Regions from separate parts of the Zea mays genome. Here region 1 is linked to region 2. The links are chromatin contacts, called in public Hi-C maps. All regions are on one chromosome and are shown on one strand. The core of a region is the stretch at or near the end of the contact, and the rest is flanking DNA. Distances in the headings are between cores, read along the strand shown. Region 1 holds the start of LOC100286212. Region 2 holds the start of LOC103626248 (protein TIFY 11c).

What was found. A called contact is a pair of places that touch in the nucleus more often than the background predicts.
Region 1: a Hi-C map of leaf shows a contact between it and region 2, with 4 times the contacts expected there. The contact joins the promoter of LOC100286212 here to the promoter of LOC103626248 in region 2. A contact is called at or near these places in 3 of 25 Hi-C or Micro-C datasets (endosperm, leaf and tassel).

What each region holds. Positions count from the first base shown.
Region 1 is chr5:38,379,795-38,386,712 of Zm-B73-REFERENCE-NAM-5.0, reverse strand. It overlaps LOC100286212, which reads right to left and starts at 3,225. Exons shown (of 1, transcript NM_001159100.2): 1 at 2,456-3,225. The coding sequence starts at 3,129. The coding sequence ends at 2,647.
Region 2 is chr5:38,187,717-38,194,532 of Zm-B73-REFERENCE-NAM-5.0, reverse strand. LOC103626248 (protein TIFY 11c) reads right to left here and starts at 2,138. Exons shown (of 3, transcript XM_008646649.4): 1 at 1,730-2,138; 2 at 1,364-1,636; 3 at 740-1,226. The coding sequence starts at 1,983. The coding sequence ends at 1,097.

The sequences.
Region 1 (6,918 bases), core at 1,976-4,475, 190 kb before region 2:
AACTTGGCTTTTATTAATGATAAATACCTGACCAACTAAAAGTAACTGCTTTGAGCTTAACCTCATATATAGCTAGTCCACTACAGCCAAACGATACATTTGCTGAGTATGTTGATGTATACTCACCCTTCACCCTTGCTTAAACACCAAACATCAGGTTGTCCCTATTGCAACTATTGCTCAGGAGAAGATGAAGGAAATGCGAAGGATTTCTAGAAGTTTTAGGACTTTGAGGAGTTCTAATCTAGACTAGCGGCGACCGCCAGTCGACTGCCTATGAAAGCCTTTTCTTGCTGTGTTTCGTTAAGCACTTCGATTTATATTTAAGTTAATGACTATATGGATGTCTTGGGCATCATGATGTAATAAAGTTATACTTATTTTCACTATTATTTGAGCATTGTGTGATGATGTCCAGTTATGTAATCGATGTGTACGTGAATTTCTGATCCTGACACGTACATGGTTCGCATTCGGTTTACCTTCTAAAACTGGGTGTGACATTTAATTTGATGAGATGTGTTGTTGTGAATTTGATGTGAATGCTATGAAAATTCTGGATGTAAATAAAATTCTGCATATTTTTACCCTCGAAATGCTTATTTTTTGGCGGCCATGTATGGGCCGCAAAAAATAGACCATAATTAATGTTGGTGACTACTGTGATCGACAAAATTTACTGTTCTATTTCGGCGGTTTTATCAGGGCCACTGAAACTAGCGTATTTTTGGTGGCCTCCCTATGGTCACCGAAAATTCAAGCTTGTTTTCGGTCTATGATTTGTGGCGGTGACTTGCTGCCGAAAATAACACACTTGCCACAAAAAATACCTTAGTTTCGACCACAAGTGGCTTATTTTTTGTGTTACGTGGCTGCCGAAAATGAAACGACCTTCTATAGTGATTTTATGATTTTTTTCTCATTTTAAAAAGTTTTACACTTCAAACGGTTAAAAAAGACGTAAAATAATCAGAGAACATCATATGTCTAGCAACGGTCAGCACTGACCCAATTGTCTAACTCACCGACCAATACAACTGGTCTGATTCTAATACGGTCAGTACCGATCGATCCATTGGCGCGTCGATGAATTAATAAGGTGTTTGGTTTGATGAATCACTCTATCCAAAGTGAAGTGGTGCATCATGAGTCTATTCCTCAAATTTGGTAGGATGACTTCATTCCACATATTAGTACTAAACAACTAACTATGAGGAATGAGGTGGTGATGGATTAACTCACTTCATTCTACAAACCAAACAAAAAAGTGAGGAGTGAGAAGATGATGGACTATATCATTCCTCAAACCAAACACTCCATAATAGAATCGACCAACGTTGAAACCGGACCCGTCAATACCGATCGGTCCACATGTCGGTCCCTAGTTAGGAGCGCTAAAACTACTCTTAGAGCATCTCCTGCAGTCTCTTAAATCGTTGCCAGATCTTTAAATATATGACTCGGCTTATAAAAACAATTTCAATAGTATCATATTTTATATTTTTTTTATAAAAAAATATAGAACAAATCAAAAATTGACCTAAACATACTACACACAGGTTTAATGGCTTATCCTTGTTTTATACATCCTCATCAACGTTTTCTTTTATAATAATGTAATTTATTTTTTAAAATATATGATCTATGGTATGTCATAACCCTTTGGAGGTCAATTCATTTTTATGTGCCCTAAATAATTTAAAATAAATTAGTATTTTAAATTTTAAGGTACTATTTTAAGGCATCTCGGTGGAGACGAGAGCGCTAGCGTTGGGAACGCTGGATCGGTGGGGATTTGAACATGCTGTGGCGCCGCAACACATCAATGATCAACGTGTCAATTGGGTCGCAGTCTGCTTTTGGGCTGTCGTCCTCACGCCCCTTTCGCCTTCAGGGACCATGTTTGATCGAGGAGATCTTCGTGGACCTGCTCTAAATGGTCTATGGGTAAGCTTTGCAGCGCCCTGCTAGCTGGCTGCGCGTAAAGGGAGAGAAGTCCACGCATTGTTTCGTATAGTAGGAGAAATTCTTGTCTTGTGCTTTTATGTGTCTGCAGAAGCATGGTATTTGTCACCGTACACTTATGGTCGTATACACCATGTAAATGGTGCAGGATTTTGTTTAGCCCTCTTTTTCTTATCATGTACACCTACCGCCATTAACACACACTCATCTCTCTAACCTCATCCTACTCCTTTAACCTATAAGGACATATATATAACTCTATTTAATATAAGATCTGTTGAGGAATTTCTATGGGTTAGATGAAAAAATATGAGACCGACTCCTTACGACTTTTCATACAAATCATCTTTTAATTGTATTTATAGTCTAAGAGTTTAGGATTGTAGGTAGCTTAAAACTGCAAATCTCAAGACTACGTTATTATAGATATCTCTTTGTCACAGAATCTCAAGACAAATAAAAAGAACCATTTTTAGTGGCGAAAGAAAGGTAATGCGAAACCATGTCTTTTCATCTCCAAGTTTTTTCTTCTGTTTTGCTGCACAACACATAAGAACAATCCACCTATACCTATCTAGTTATAACAAATTAATATGATCTGACTGTACGAAGCATCAGAGATCGTTCGGCTGCTTCTTGAGCACAGCGTCCTCTAGTAGTTACCGCCGAGACATCCTCAAATCACAGCTCGAGCGCGAGATCGTTGCGTCGGTCACCGACGGGTCGGCGCCGGCGGTACGGCTCCGCGCGGGCGGCGACCCTGTCCTTGCGCTTCTCCATGAACCGCTGCAGCGACGCCTTCCGGGCCACGGGTAGGTCGGCGAGCGAGCAGAGCGGCTGCTCTGTGCCTCCTCGCGCCGCCGCCGCCGCGGCGAGGCGCAGCAGGTCCGCCGCCTTGTCCGCCGCGACGTCGTCGAGCACCAGCGCCCGCCCTCCGTACACGATGATCAGCTGCGCCGCCGTTTCCGGCTCGTCCTGGTCGACGTCGGCGCCCGGCATGAGCGGCAGGGGCCGCCGCACCGGCGGCCGCGCGCGCGTCCTCTCGGCCTCCGCCGCCTTGACGTACTGGCTCAGCGCGCCGCACGCCGCCGCGAACCGGCTCGGTGTCGTCGCAGTCGCAGCTGTGTTCTTTCCTGTGCCTCCAGAAGGTGCCGCCGCCGCCATCACTGGCGATGACCTGCTGGCTGCTGCTGTTCTGGAGAATGGAGGAGGAGGAGGGTTGATGGAAATTTGATTTGCCTCGGACGTTGTTGGTTGCTTGGGTTTCGGTGGGTTCGTTGAGAGGTCTTGTTTTTATATAGCTGGGAGTTGATTGAAGAAAGAGAACACGCATCCGAGGAGTGTATGGGTCGTCGGCACGAAAAACACGTGAAAAAGCTGTGGCGACGAGAGGTGGGAGCACGTCCACCCAGCCTGTCGACGGCGCCCGCCGCAAGTGCACGACGTGACGTCGTGTCTGAGGCATGTGGCGCGGTGCCGCGGTGGCGGTGAGGTGGGGACGTGCAGGTACGTCGTGCTTCACATCGAACTGCTCCGCGCACGTGGCTGCGAGCGGCTTGCCTCCTGGTTGAACACCATGACCATGAATACAATTTACTACTTCGTTCTTAATTATATTGTTGACCGCTATATTTAGTATGTACGGCCGGCCGGAAGATTCGACCATGTAAACCATAAGGTCCACGTCCTCGACGTGTGGTTTGCGGGATAGCTCCCACGGTCCACGATTAACTCGAACTACTTATTTCATATCTCTTTACTACTCTATAAGGTTGCAACGGGGGCGTCCACACTTCACATGGCTCCGCCCCGACGCCCCGACGCGCCTCAGTGACCCCGCGTCCCCCCGCGACAATCTCGCTCCGTGACCCCGCCCCACTCCTCCGGGCAGTCCCCTCTCCGAAACCCTAGCCGCTGTCTGACCCTCGCGATCGCGCCATCCTCCCCCTCCGTGCACGCGCCCGCCCCATCCACGAGCAAGCTCTTGCTGCGAGGCGGGGGAGGTTGTTGGCGACTCCCTCTACACGCCTGGAGGCGCTGGAGGCACAGCCAAGGAGGAGCCGAAGGAGGAGCAAGCCCTCTGACTCGCACCCTTCATCACCTGTCTCCTTCCCTAATCCCACTCCATCGCTGCCAGGTCCTCCTCTCCCATTTTCTCTGCGACCGCGACGGCAGCATCCGCACCGCCGCCCACCACCACCTGCTGCTCTGTTGCACCGATTCGCTGAAAGGTCCCTACCATCCCCGCCATTCCCTTCTCTAGCCTCGCATCGCGCCCTAGATGTGTCTCGCTATGTCGCTGTCAGCTGGAGAGGCCACAGACTCGTCATCCGACTCCGATGAGGCTGCATCCTGTCATCCCCGACTGTTTACTGCTGGTAAGTCACCCTAGCCTGTCTATCATTCATCCCGATCTCATCTCTCCGCGTCCCGCAATCCCAGCCGCGAGGAACTCCATTCGCTTCCTCCATCCGCCCAGATCCGCGCTCGCCCGGATCCGACTCACCTTCCCTGCTCTCTGGTTCCGCGAAGTACGCAATCCTCGCCATCCGCCCGGATCCACAGACGCAATCCCTGCTCTCTCCTGTCCACCGCTTCCTCCAGATCTCTCCAGCAGCGAGGAATTGTGTCCGCTTCCTCCGCCCATTCCCTATTCTTTCCATCCGTGAAGTTTGCTACCTCCTGGCGCAATCCTCTCCATCCGCGTTCGTGCCGCGCTATCCATGAAGGCGAATCAGACGCCCCAGATCGACGCACCGACTCTCGATCCGCGCTCTCAAGGGAAGGTGAGTCGCCTTGGCACCGACCGGCCTCGCCCCCATCAAAAACCTTCCCTGTAGGATGCGGCAGACACACATTCGCGCATATAAAATGTCAAGAAACATTACATAACAAATGCATCTCTTCATACTACTGCTAGGTACATCCGGATCTTGTATACACTATTTGCATCACTAAACCTTGATTATGAGACATCTGTAGTGAGACTGTTCTTTTCCTATGAATTTCTGTTGGTCAGCTACAATTTCAGTATTTTGGTGTTTCAATAAGGTTTCAGTATTTTTGGTATTTAACTGTTCTAGACAAGCAGTGTTGTAGATATATAGAACCCGCACTCATTTTGTCCAAGAGAAACTGTTTTCTCTACCTGATATATTATCTAACTGTTCTAGATAAGAAGTGTTCTATGTAGAGTAGTTTCTGAAAATAGTTTCAAATGACACTAACATAATCAAGTTCACAAGAAGATCATAGATATGTCTTCCCTCACGCACTAAAGAACATATGCACACCTTATTTTTCTTTTGTTTTGTAAACTGCTTCTTAAGAAATTATTCAACTAGGAACTGGTACTGAATATGGGATTCAGGTTGAAATAAAGCGTATATTTTCTGTTTGATGGTGAATGTAAATGAAGATAAATAGGACATTTGCTTTTAGCATTTCTGTCATTCTTTTTTTAATGTGATCATGAGAATGTGAGTGAATGATGGCAACATGACCTGCAAGTCATCATAACAAGAAAAAATATTTATAATGTTTCAATTGGAGCTACACACAAGAGCGTTTCAAATAACCTCGCTTGGTCTATATCTACATGCATTTTATTAAAGTTTCTTGTATTGGTTCGCTTTAACTGCTAGCTGTTTTAGTTTTTTCTATTGCTGCAGTACTGGAAATTGCAAACATGTGGGATGTGCTTGACTGCTACGAATACGACATTGCTAATAGTGGCAACAATCCAGCAGAGCGTCTAGCTCACTAAAAGCAACATGTGGGATCTGGAAGCGGGTGGGGGGCGGAATCCATGTCCATCCAGCCGCAACGTAGCGGACGGTGGTGCGGCAATGGGAGAAGGGGGTGGCTGGTAGTGTTTTTTATCTTTCTCAGCCAAGAGCCACCAGCCAGACCAGTGCCGAAAGCAGCAACAACAAGAAAAAGTAGTAGCTGCGAGCAAGGCTGGGTGATGAATACAACGGAGAGCATGGCAGAGCAGGAAAAGTGGTGCAGTGCAGGTACTAACCTCATCAGAGACAAAGACACTGGGAGCTCAGCAGCACTCAGGCGGCTCGGCCGCCATCCTCCACCTCCATTCGCCCCCCCCTTTCTTTCTCTCTCTGTGCTTCACTTCCTCCCCTTCCTTGACGGAGCAGCGGAGGAAGAAGGTTGCTAGCACTGTAGCAGGGATTTTATTTGAGATTGAATGCACTGCACTGTACGCCATTCTGAAGTTGTTGCAGATGCCTTACAATCTCTTTTGGTAATGTGGATTCTCTTTTCATCCATCTGTTTCTTATTTATTTCTTGTTATATAGGCTGGATTAGCATCCAGATTCAGCGTTTGGCATGGCATGACTATTTCTTAAATATTGCAAATGATCATCTTCTTCGAAATATAAAAAGAATGGTACCATTTGTACCTACAGTATTCGTCATTGCTTTGACTGAAAACAAAAGTCTATTTGTGTTATGCGCTCAAACAGATGTACACAATAGAAGTGCATTACATGTTCTATATATCAGATGCATATAAACTACTCCATTTGTTTCTGCAGCTTGCCGATTCAAATTACAAGGAGATGAAGAGCAAGACAAAGGAGTGAAATGACATAATCAAGCCAGACATAGTAAGTTTTTGTGTTCACTGGTTCCCATGAGGATTATGTAATAATTAAAGCTTTTAGTTTTCTCCTATTACATTATGGGCACTAACATTTACTGCCAGGCAAATAATGCTTTTCATATTTATAGCTGTTGAAACGAAATTAGTTGGTTAAAGTGGGCCCTTTTTACCAACAGAAACTAGAGCAGCTACAATAAGCAGGTAGACATAGGCATGAGGTACAAATCATATTATTCTGTGTTTCCGACTGCATCCAGTTTCTTTTCCTGCACTTTCCATTTGATATTTATTAGCTTCTTACTCTAGCAGAGTTCCTTGCTTCCTGAAAA
Region 2 (6,816 bases), core at 889-3,388:
GATGTGGACAGCCCGATGGACCAATCACCCTAGGTTGTTGATGGATGTAAATAATTAACCTATCTGTTCAGCCTATTTTTTGTCAGCCTCTCGTTGATGAAAATTATCCAGATTAATATTATGATTAGGTTATTAGACCATACGGCGATCCAAAATAGTTTAAAGATTAGTCATTAACTTTAACTAACTAAACTATAGACCATGAGATTCAAACCGAGTATTAGTTGCTTGGTTTTTATATGAAGCACCTGTTAATAATATAATGATAACATTGTTTTAATCTCTCTATTTTGATCGGAAAAACGAAAGTTAGCAATAGATCACACATTGGATAATGGATACGATCCTGCCATCAGTTTACCGATCCTGCTTGTTCATTATTACCACAGAAAAGCATTAACAGATATGCAAAGGATACGATCCTGCCAATCGTTTACCAGCCAGCCTTAAATCAAAGGAAATATAACCATTTTAAGATCCTTGTTTGGAGAAGCTTCCGCCAGCTTTTGCTTTTCTCAAAAAGTTCGAAAAGCCATAAGCTTGATAAATAAGAGGGTTGCTTCTTCTAACTTACAAAAACTCTAAAAAACTGCACTTTATACTAAAAGCACACAAACTATCTTAGAGCATCTTTTCAAGTTTTTTAAGAGTATATTCAACAAAAAGTCATATATTTAAGTTCTAAAATTTAAAATAAGACCTGATTTAAAGTGTTCAAGGCCATAAAAATATTTACGGCTCCAACAAAACTGAGTCCTATATCATATTATTTAGGAAATAAAATGTTAACAATATCTGACAGAGTCCTATAATTTTGATGAATTTTTGTAAAATAGAACTCTCGTTGAAGCAATTTTTTGCGCTAGAGTTCTATACATCTCTCCTGTTAGAGATGTTCTAAAAGCTTCACGGCAAGGTGCTTTCAGAAAAAAAAGTTACAGCCCTTTCAAACAATGCCTAAGAATTCTTAGGAATTCTGACAGGCACACACGGCACTATTATTGTATCATTTTAGAGGATGTGTGGCATGCATGCCAGCACTCTTGCCCTTCTCATTCATATTATTCTCCTGCAAATTTGCAGTGAAGAGCGGGTTTCAGAGCCTGAGCCACGAGGCTTCATCAGGAACGTATTCGGCGGGGTCGTTGGCGCCGGCGCCAGCGGAGTCTGTCTTCTTCCGCGGCGGAGCATCCTCATTGTGGCCGCGGCCGTCAGCGCCGGCGATCCTGCGAGTAAAAACACACGCGCATTGTCATCATCCAATGCTCTATGCAAAATTCCAAACAGCACCGATCGAGAAAGAAGTTACTGATAAGACAAATCCGATGTGAGAGAGTGCACGCATGTGATCTCTCGTCCTCACCTGTCCTTCCTCTTCCTAAGGAACCTCTGTAGCGTGAGCTTCCTTGCGATGGGCGGCGTGCCAGCTACCCCTGCAGCCGACGGCTCACCACCACTGGTCCCGGCCTTTTCTGGCACGGCGGTCGTCGTCGTCACCCCTTTCCCCGGCGCCTCCCCGGTCACAGAACCTGCCATTTGTATAAGGTCCTTGGCTCTGTCTGCCGGGAAGTTGTGGAACGTTGCCACCTGGCCCTGGTAGAAGATGGTTAGGGTGGCCTTGGCCTCCTGCTCTGGCCTGCAACAAACCGATCGAGAAATTAATTAAGCCGGGCCAAGAACACGTCAGCTAGCCAGCAGATCAATTAATGCATAACTCGAGCTCGCTCACCTGATGATCTCCGTGCTACTGCTATTGCGGACGGGGAACAGCGGCAAAGTCCTAGCGCCGGCGTCGGTCTCCCAGGCAGCCGCCGGCGGCGGCCCCGTCGCTACAGGGACTGGCGTCAGTTGCAGTGGCCTCGGGGACGAGGAGGAGCCGATGAGGTCATCCATTCGCACCTGCCTGTTCTGCTCCATCATGAACTGCCGCACGCGAGCGCATGTATGGGCGAACCTGTTGTTCCCGGTCCCGGAGGCGGCCATCTCCTCCCCGGCCGTCTTTGGTCGGTACGGACCTTGGCCGGATCACTGGTGGTGGTGCTGGTGCTGGTGCTTAGGCCTCTCTCTGTGCAGTCTCTTGCGTGGGCAGGCGCTGGCTAATATAGCCGCGAGGGCCGGGCAGCCTTCGCGTTTGTTTGTGCGTGTGGGCGAGCGAGGCAAAGGGGAGCACGTGAAATGCGAGGCCCTGGTAGCGGAGGGCCGACGAGCGCGAGGGAGGACCCCGGCTAGAGCCACAGCCACTGATCTGCAACAATGTACACACTGCGCTATTTCTTAGTTCTTACCCCTTTTGTTCCATAGGTTAATTTGCATGCATTTACTTTCCTCACCACTCTATGAACCACTCTATGAGCCTGTTTGGTTCAGCTGAAAAGCTGGCTATAAGGAAAATCTGGCTGTAAGGAGAAGCTGGATGATAAAAATCTGATTGTTTAGTTCGACTGCTGTGAAAAAAAACGGGTGGTCAGAATTTTAGTGTAGATTCTGAGAGAAAAAATGGAAAAAACACAAACATGCTTAACAATCATAAGGTACTTACAATACCTCATGATTTGTCTTGTACAAGTTATTTATTTACACCCAGATAGGTACCTACGACACTAACACATTAGCAATAGAATCCCTAAAAGCACTCATATCTAACTCATATGCGGGGTGCTACTACTCTCACCTACAACTACATCATCAACATGCCTACTGCTAGGTACGTACTGGTCAAAGTCATGATCGTGTATCGCGCTGTCCCGAATGAAGTTATGCAACGCCATGCATGCTATAATTATCTTCAATTGCTTCCTCAATGAAAATGAAGGCAGTCTAAGCAGGATTCTCCACTTCATCTTCAGCACCCCAAACAATCGCTCTATAACAATCCTCAGCGACGAGTGCGCATAGTTGAATACTATACCTCTTTCGCAACAACTGGTTGCCTCCCATGCTGCCATTCGGAAATGTGGTACTTTTGACCTTTATAAGGTGCTAGGTATCCCTTCCTGTTAGGGTACCCGAAGTCAACAAGATAATATTTCCCTGTAATACAAATTTATAAAGGTCAACGACATAGTTACATACATATTATTAATTGCAAATGAAACAAACGTAGGTTGTTGTCGTACCTTCGGGTGGATGGGGGAACCTATCGCCGTAGGTGATAAGAGTATCCTGCAGTACTCTCGTATCGTGCACGGAACTAGGCCAACCAGTCACAACAAATGTGTAATGCATATTGAAGTCACAAACGACCATGACATTCTGCGAAGCGTATCCGTGACGACCAATGTATATAGATTGCTCAGACAATGGTACAAAGGCCAGAAAGTAGCTATCATCGATAGCTCCAATGCAATCCTTAAAATGTGGCCAAAATCGGGACTCTTAGTCTAGGGTGAATATCAGAGAAATGCACATCCTTGGGCTTAATCACATCGTTGGACATCTTTTATATGGAGTTAAGTACTTCACTAAATTTCCGACAAATTGTTTCCAACAAGTGACCAAATGTATTTCTTATTTGTCGAAAAGATTGGGGTCCCCTGCATGCCCACAGAAACATAGCAAGTGCCTCCTTTGTACTTACTCCACGACTCGCTACGAGCCCATAATTGGTGACCAAGGTTTCATGCAAACGATGAAACACAGTGTAGCACATGCGAAACATGTCGTAGCAATCATCACTACTCTCCAAGGTCCACTCAACCCATTGTATACCTATTTCCGCCATGGGTCCTCTTGAAACCCCACTTGACGAGCTCCCCCACATCTCCAATGCAACTAGAGCAACTATGAATTCCTCATTAATGTCGTCAACATCAGGCTACAACATCTACAAACAAACACGTAAGTACACGAACAATAATAAACTGCAACAATAAGTAGTACCCTTGAATCAGCAGTATACCAAAGCAGGAACTCACAGATTACAAATGTTGTATCAACATACATTCAATATGTTTAACACAAATACGTAGTGCTCACACATACAAATGTTTTTATTGCAAATCCTACTTTAACTAGAAAAAATGGAAAAAGTTCTCTGACATACAACAAACTCAAACAACGAATAGTTCTGCAAAACTTAAACGACTAACAGTTTTGCACACACTTAAACGACGAATAGGACTCCGACCGACAACACGTAACAGTGACCACCCATGACATCGTAAAGACAGCTTCAGCTCCATCCCACCACTAGGAACTAACTAGACTTGTCATGCTTCTCGTACGCCCGGTACAGCTAAGTGTTCCTTCCTTCTTTGGTCTTAAGAGTTGCAAAGGCATCTCGATGACGTTTGTTCATTAACAACTGAGTTGCGAAGAACTGCAAGTTGCTTCCTTATGTTGCACCATCTTCGATGACTTGTTCTAATTGCGTAGCAACCTCTTTGCGCACTGGGTCATTCTCATAGGATGAAATGGTCTTGTTCGAGCCAAAGGTCCTAGACTCAAATGCATCGACAATTCTTCTCATGTAGTCATTCATCATTTCTTTTTTCTTCCTAGGCTTCGGAGAGTCATGGAAGACCTTGCGCTTTCCTTTGAGTGCGGTGCTTGGGTCTGGTGTGCTGTTTTCACCTGCACCTCGGTTAAATGTGATGCTAGTGATGAACACAGTAACTAGATCTACGGACTTGTTCAGAATCTACAATCAGAAACAAATCAAAGGGAGCAATGAGGGGCTGAATAAACAAAACATGGGCCGATTTGAATCGTATCTAATTGAGAGATGAGGATTGAATGGTGGAAACGGCATATCAGCCACTAGCAACGTGAACTATCCGGATTAGCGAACGGATTTGAAGCGTACCACGAGAATGCAACCTCGGATTCACCTACAAGGCCAAGGAACAATGAAGGTCCAGCAATTCGATGGGGAAGGGGGATGTTGGATAGTGACCAAACAGAGAGCACGACGAGAAAAAGATTAATGTCTTACCGCAGCGACGAGCGGATGACGGTCGAGCTGGACCGTCCGAAGTGGTGTCGGAGACGCGGGAACAACGAGTTGCCAAAACCCTAGGGTTGGGGACAAAGGAATAGCCCGTGTGGAATGCAAGATGTCACCAACTTCTTGAAGATGTGGACTTAGGGAGGCTTCTTGCGATCTATGGTAAATGGGCTGCGAACGGAAGCGCTTCCACCAAAAGTTGCCCCCGAAGCTGAGCGTTTGATCCGGATTCTAGCTTCTTGCGGCCAAAAGCTGCGCATAAGCTGAACCAAATAGGGGCTATTTTTCTCGACTACCAAAAGCAGCAGCCATGAGCTGATCTTCTTTCTTAGTATAATTCCCGATAATTTTGTTGCACATTATTTCGGTCATCTCCAACCATTCAGTGTAGGGGCCGCTGAAGGTATCTTGAAATTTGAAGCGATACGGCAGCCTCACTAGCTCTAGCTTGTTCCCTTCGTCTTTTAGCTTCGGCATTCCCCACCCATGTTGTGTTGGAAGAACTTTGTTCGCTAAATATTCTTGAACCAAATCTCAAGTGCTTATTTGTTCTGCCATAACTCTGAATTGCACTTCGGCTACCTGGCATGGGGAGCCTATCTTCATGAAACATAACGGCCTCGTCATGCCGAAGCTCAACTTTAGAGGGCTCATCACCATATTCATAATTTGTTCCCTTTTCTTCTTGTCAGCTTTCACGTAAAACCACTCGCTAGTCCAGCCAGTATGCCACTTGGTGCGGTATCCAATTACAAGAGCCTTCATATCTTTTCGGTATGCAAAATTGTAGCATCCGAAGTTTTTGTGCAGACTATCTACTCTTGCCTTGGTCTAGTAGTGAAGTTCATGGACTCTTCAGAACCCTTCATCGTTAGCACTCATTCCTTGGCTTCGCAGAGTGTCACACCCGGGTTTTAGGGGTCCAAAGCCCGGGCGCGAACATAAACACCAGGTGTGCTGGGACCAAGTCTCACACATATGATGCATAGTGGCACAGGATCGAATGTCATATCTTTACTATATAACAGGAGTTCTATACAAAATAATTAAATAATTACATCATATGAGGAAACGATCCAGCAACCCAAAATTGACTGGGAGACGACGACCTAGACCACTCACGAACTCATCACAGCATCCTCCATGCGCCTCATCCTGTGGTACCTGTTCTTGACCTGTGGGGGGGGTGTGAGACAGCAAGAGTGAGCTCACATTCGTTCATCGCTCAACAAGTTGTGGGGAATAATGTGAATGAACTCGCCAAAGGTGGGAGCTCACGTGAAGTGTAAGGCTTACCAAAGAGGATGGTTGGAGCTGAGCATTGCTTTTAAAGTTGGTCAAAATTTTATTAGCAATTACTAAGTATAAGTAAATACCAACCCAATTAAATTGTAGAACAAAAGTAACAACCTCACCTGCGATGCAATGCATATGACAAATTGAGTTTAAGTTCCATAATTTAATCATGTGAGTGTCCGAGCTGCTCTTGACCGTGAGCACGGCTAGTATACCAGTTTTACACTCTGCAGAGGTTGTGCATCTTTACCCACAAGTCATGTTACCCATCTGCCAAGGGATCGCGACTTCCCATACACCTCTACCGAGGAGGCGAGGCAGGGTAACACTACGAGGCCTTTACAAAGTTCCACTAGCTTCAGAAAACCCGCTACAGTTTATAGGAAGCTCCAATGCAGGAATCCCTTGCAGGACCGCCATCGCAGCAAAATCCTCCCGAGGGCCTCCCTACACTGACCACTCCCCTACTGCCCTTGCCCCTTTCGGGTAAGGTAGTCCTCCACTAGCTTTCCTAATTAATCAGCCAAGGGCGTCCCATTAAACCCTTGTGGTAGCACTGTTTTCCCGGGTGGTCG